Regions from separate parts of the Mus musculus genome. Here region 2 is linked to region 1. A link is a contact called in public HiChIP or PLAC-seq data. All regions are on one chromosome and are shown on one strand. Each heading gives the region's core, a stretch centred on a gene start, on an enhancer-like site or on the middle of the called end of the contact. The rest is flanking DNA. Distances are from core to core; before and after follow the strand shown. Region 1 overlaps Tango2 (transport and golgi organization 2). Region 2 holds the start of 4930588K23Rik (a long non-coding RNA gene).

Region 1 (2,813 bases), core at 180-2,679:
CCAGAGGCTCTGGGACATGGGGTCCTTGCCCCAAGGGACTGTGTACTTCGTCTGTGTTTCCTCAGCACCCAGGTGTGTGTGCATGTGCTTGGCACTGGTTTCTGCCTACTAATGTGGGTACGAAGAACCATTAGGTCCTTTGGGGTGGGCGTGTGTGTTAGGTAAAGGCCTGAGGGGACATGGGTCACAGATCATCCCCAGTGAGTGGGCCCTGATGCCTGGCCTTGGGCACCATGAGCTGAGATGAAGGTGTCTCCCTCTGTGGCTCATGGGCAGTACTTGGTGCGACTGCTGGGGAGAGGACTTGCTACTCCTTCACTCCAGCCTTACGTGTGTGGTTCCTATCGCTGCTGCTGCCCCTTCCAGCACCCACTCACCACTCCCATGTAGCATGTCCAGGGTAAGGGAGTGTCATGGCGGTGGACTTACAAGCTGATGCTGGTGGGCCCAGGTGAGGGGAGATGTCTATTATGTCACCAAGCATCTGGTGCTCACCAGTCCAGCCCCACTCACTGATGGAGAGAGACATCCGAAAAGCCCTCTGACTCTGCTGTTCACAGCTCATTGTTCTCCTTTTCCCACAGACCTTGTGACCGTGTGAGCAAAGCCACCCTTGCAACCCATGTGCATCATCTTCTTTAAGTTTGATCCTCGTCCTGTTTCCAAAAATGCATACAGGTAATGAATGCCCTTGTTCTGCCTCCGCCAGGCTGCTCCAGGCCTGAGGTCCACGGCTGTTCCTCACCCCTGGGGTGCCATATATGCAGGAGACAATGGCAGGCTGCTGGGTGTGTGTCCTCTGAGTAACTGAGTCTTGACTTCTGGTTGCCTGGAGACATCCTGTACAAGCCTGGTCCGGCTGTCTTGGACAGTGTCTGCTTAGCATGGGGTGCTGGGAGGAGCCCACCCTAGAGCAAGGGCTCAGAGCTAATGTGCAGGTGTGGCGAGACAGAGGGATGAGGCGAAGTTCTGTGGCCTGTGATTAGGGTCACATCTGCAGAGCTGGAGTAGTGGTGACAGAGAGGGGCGCTGCTGGGTTGGGTTGGGTGAGGTGTCTGGCTGGTGGCAGATTGAGGAAAGCATCCATGGGTTTTAGCTGGAGTAGCTGAGTACCAGCCAAGGACATGGGAAACAGTAGGCAGAGAAGGGAACTAGGGGCCAGCCCTCCCTGCTCTTCTAGTGCCAGTTACACGCAGGGCAGCCCCTTGGTTCTTTAGCATGTGCCAGCATTTGTTTGTCCATGTAGAGCACAAGGCAGAAATTTAGCCCACAACTGGAAATGGACTGTGGAACTCCTCTCTTACGTTTGTCTGGAACATTTTCAAAATCTTAGGATGTGTTCCAGAAACAAAGTAGTTTCAGTGAGATCCTCCTGTTGAGTCACTTTGTGGAATGCCTGGCACAGTGGCTGGGTTCCCTCATTTCAGTCTAGGGAATAGGATGTAGGGACTCAGCATTTCCTCTTCTACAGAGGGCAGGCAACAGAGCTGGATCAGGCTAGAGGAGGTGATTCTAGTTTTCTGGCAGAAGAGTTAAAGGGAGTTAGTGGAATCCTACAAGGAAAATGATAAACAGTTAGTCACATCACAGGCTATCTGGGGAGAGCTGAACAAAGTAATGAATTCCCAAAGACTGGATGTGAGAAGCAACCACTATACTGTTTGCACGGAGCAGCGCCTATCTGTCGTTCTCATACTATAATCCTCAGTGAGGCTACTGGAGAGGTAGCTTGCTGCTCTTCCAGAGAGCTGGGGTTGTTATCAGGACCCACATGGTTCTCACAACTGTGTGTAACTTGAGTTCCAGGGAATCCAGTGCCTTCTTTTGGCCTCCACAGATGCCAGGCACTCCAGGGATACACAAATATATATATAGACAAAACAGCCATACACATACAATTAAAAGGGGAGGGGGTATGTGTGTCCATGGATGGCACAGTTGTGACTCCTTAATGGCCAAAATATTCTTCAGGTATTATCCTGCTAGATCTTTCTGGAGTCTGCTGTCTAAAGTACCTAAAGCTATGACATTGGTCACAGAACAGGTGCTAGGTGAAGGTGCCTACCCATTGGTGCTGCTTATATTGTGCATTGTGGGAGCTAAGACCTGGGGAGCACAGGTCTCAGGAGCCTCCTACCTGTGAAAGCAGCGAGTGTGTCTCCGGTGCCTTCTGTTAAAACCTAACTGCACCAGCAGCAGAGTTGAGCTTCATTTCTACAGCGCAGGCAGTAAAGGGTGGCTGTGAGCCTTCACTCGATAAGCTGGGAAGTGGCATGGCCCCTCCTTGCTCTCCTCAGCCCTTACCCCTTACATTCATGCAAACTTCCCCGCACCAGCAAAAGCAAAGTTGTGTTTCCGTTTGGGGTGACATGGCCTAACATTCATGCAAACTTCCCCACACCAGCAAAAGCAAAGTTGTGTTTCCGTTTGGGGTGACACGGCCTAACATTCATGCAAACTTACCCACACCAGCAAAAGCAAAGTTGTGTTTCCGTTTGGGGTGACACGGCCTAACAGTTCCGTAGTCTTGGGTGATGTGTGAATCCTGGGTTTGGCCGGAGCCTACTTGATGGTTTATTCCTTGAAGACCACCTGCAGGTAAAATTAAAACAGGAAGAAAGAAAGATAAGAAATTGGCAAGTGGGGTCTAGTGAGATGGCTCAGTGGTTAAGAGCACTGTCAGCTCTCCCAATTCCCAGCAACCACATGGTGGCTCGCATGGTGGTATAAGGGGATCTAATACCTTCTTCTGGCATTCAGGTGTACATGCAGCAAAGCATGCATGCAATAAATTTAAAAAAGGAAGGAAGGAA
Region 2 (2,813 bases), core at 233-2,732, 280 kb before region 1:
CTTGCAACCTGACGGTCCCTCTCCCAGGTCTCCACGCTCAGGTAAGACCATCAGAAGTCTTGAATCCATTCCAGACCAGGACCAAATAAACAAGCAGCTGCCCTACCTAGGCACCATCTGGGTGAGCACGTCCATGTCCAGGGTCTGGTTTTGAGCCGAGGAACTTAAGCCGAGCCTTTCCATCCAGTAAAGAAAGAGATCTGAGATCCACTGGTGATGTCTATTGGGGTTACAGACATGAAAGTGGTGATCTGTGTGCTGCTTCCTGATCCATAGTGACAGAAACACGGGGCAGGATTCTTCCTGTCATGGCCTGGGTAAGAGAGGGCCATGAAGCTTTGTCTTGGCTCCAAACTTCTGTCCCCTCCCTCCCCTGACCCCAGTTCACCTTCCCTCCAGTCAGCCTTGAAAGGTTAGAACATAACATACTGGAGGAGGGCAGTGCATGGCAAGGCAGCTGGAGTTGTGCTGGGGCAGTCAAAACCTAAGAGTCTAACTTTGTTTGTTTGTTTGTTTGTTTGTTTGTTTGTTTGTTTGTTTGTTTGAGAAAGGGTCTCACTATGTAGGCCAGGCTGACCTGGAACTCACAGATCTCCTCCTGCTTCTGCCTCTGGAACTCTGGGATTAAAAAGCGTGCGCCACCATGGCCAGAAAGGACCTAATCTTAAAGTATGTTCCAGGACTGGTCCAGCCATGAATGCAAGGGCACACCAAGAGAGGAAGGCTACTCTGGGGGTTCTTTTAGGGTGGACTGTACTAGCAGGTTCAGCTATCCCAGACCACAGTCCTCAGATCTAGTTTTCTTTTCTTTTCTTTTTTTTTTTTTTTTAGACAGGGTTTCTCTGTGTAGCCCTGGCTGTCCTGGAACTCGGCTGTCCTGGAATTCACTTTGTAGACCAGGCTGGCCTTGAACTCAGAAATCCACCTGACTCTGCCTCCCGAGTGCTGGGATTAAAGACGTATGCCACCACGCCCGGCAGATCTGGTTTTCTTGATCGGCAGAGCTTGCTCACAATCTTACCCTTAAGTCATGAGCCTGTCACAGCTCTTCTTGGGCAATTTTCACTATCTTATAGATGGAGAAACTAAGGCCCAGAAAGAAAGGGCAGTCTTTCTGGGACCACAAGCCAATCTAGCTGTATTCTCACCTTAACTCTCTGCTCTGACCCATTACCTGCAGACAGGACAGGGCTCTGGATGGCTGAGGTAGAGCAGAGCACACCCTGGAGAGAATCCTAGCATTGGTACCTGCCTGTGGGGCTCCTGGTCAGTCTGAAAACTTCCTCACAAGCCTGGCAGAAATCACCACTGACCTGGGGCTATCACTTGCCAGCTCTACTGCCCTCCTTTTACCATTTTCACAACCTGCCAAGCTTGACCATGGCTACACTGTCATCCTATGTCAAGGGGATTCCCTCACCTCTGTGTTCCTTAGACAGGACAGGCCTGCCACCATCATTGCCTTGCTGTGAGGTTGCATACTGTGCAGGGCCTCTGGGCCTCGGGGTTCCCAGTTCTGAAATTGGTGGAAGGGTCACTGGCAGGAAGGTGGGAGCAGCACTCACATCAGCCTCTGCTGCCCTGTTCCCTTCCCTGGGGACAGATGCTGTTCATAGTCTCTGGTCCAGCCAATTACACAGGGCCTTGAATTTTTCACAGGCCAGAACTTCGTGGTGGTGTCTGCAGTCATACCTCTGACAATCTGGAGCCAGGAAAATGCCCACAGGAGCTTACTCCTCCAGAGCCCCAGGTGTCTCATAGCCAGAGTGTCTCCAGCAGCCAGAGCTGCCCCTGACACCTCCTTCCTCCACATCTTTCATTCTTTGGGCCTTGGTTTCTCCACATATATTTAGTAAAGGGCAGGATGCTGTTGGAAGTAAGAGAGGTACTTAGGAAGTTGTAGTTGGGGTGGGAAGAAAACACAGAGTATAGGACTTGGGGGTCCAGGAGGAGAAAGTGGGACCCTCTTGGTCCCCTTCAGAGGAACACAGAGGCCAAGAACTCCACAGACACCAAGCAGAGGAGACTGAATTAATTAGGACTCCTAAGGTCAGAGGGTTCCCAGACCCGGGGCCCTTCCAGAGACCCTGCATCCAGGGCACCACTGGGAAACAGATAGCTCAGAGTGGTAGGTGAGGGTAGCAGGCAAGCGCAGCACCTGGCCCCGCCCTTCCCCATCCACACCCTGTCAGAGCCCCTTCCCTTGTGTCTAGGCCCCTGGCCCCACTTGTACACCCAGACTCCAAACTGGAAAGACGGGCCGAAGAACAAACAAGCTCATACCACAGCCCCTACCCAGGCCTGTATGGGCAGGGCCAGGAGCTGGGGTTCCTCCTTTTGGGGTCCCAGGAGCCTAGTGAGAGGGACTGACTACCTGTCAGTCCCTGTCTAGCTGTGCCAAGCCCCCTGCTCACTCTTCTTCAGGATAGCTCCCTGGAAAGCAGGCACGGCTGGGCTATCGCTCCCCAGTTCATCTCTTAGGAGGGATCTGCTCATCACAGGGCTGTTCAAGAGATGTCAGAAGGTTGCTGAAGCTAGACAAACAGGACCAACTCTTCAAGATTCTTCTCAGACCACAGTCCCTGTGGCTCCTTCCTAAGGCTCAATTTTGGCATTCAGTCACGTGGTGAGTATAGGGCTAGGTACATTATAGAGACTGGACAAACACCCGTTACTAAATAAAGAAACCCTTCAGAGCAGTCTAGGGCACACTGAGTGACTCTTGCCTCAGCCTGCTCTTGCCATCTGCATCTGCTCCTGAAGAGGCAGTTGAGACCTCTAGACCCTGCTGTGCTTCAGGCTGCCTCCGTCTC

The links. HiChIP or PLAC-seq counts read pairs in DNA pulled down with a chosen protein or histone mark.
Region 2: a contact with region 1 is called in a CTCF HiChIP or PLAC-seq map of the NIH/3T3 cell line, with 5 read pairs. The contact joins the promoter of 4930588K23Rik here to the enhancer-like site in region 1. A contact is called at or near these places in 22 of 39 promoter capture datasets (the 3T3-L1 cell line, 3T3-L1-derived adipocytes, the C10 cell line and 15 more), 2 of 15 datasets of contacts at CTCF or cohesin (the NIH/3T3 cell line and embryonic stem cells), 6 of 484 Hi-C or Micro-C datasets (CD4 T cells, the G1E-ER4 cell line, bone marrow-derived macrophages and 3 more), 10 of 115 datasets of contacts at active chromatin or transcription factors (embryonic basal ganglia, embryonic forebrain, embryonic hindbrain and 7 more) and 4 of 9 other capture datasets (adipose tissue, embryonic stem cells, liver and 1 more).

The regions. Positions count from the first base shown.
Region 1 is chr16:18,322,222-18,325,034 of GRCm38.p6, reverse strand. It overlaps Tango2 (transport and golgi organization 2), which reads left to right. Exons shown (of 9, transcript NM_001359109.1): 2 at 585-678. The coding sequence starts at 623. Among named protein-coding and RNA genes, the nearest start is that of Mir185, 3.8 kb to the left of the region's middle. Within about 2 kb of position 1,429, at least 40 of the 459 cell types and tissues checked have an H3K27ac peak or open chromatin away from gene starts, as enhancers often do. A contact at or near this core is called in the NIH/3T3 cell line and adipose tissue, where this site is marked.
Region 2 is chr16:18,605,331-18,608,143 of GRCm38.p6, reverse strand. 4930588K23Rik (a long non-coding RNA gene) reads right to left here and starts at 1,482. Exons shown (of 2, transcript XR_384719.3): 1 at 1,421-1,482; 2 at 1-313. RefSeq lists an enhancer at 1,521-2,813.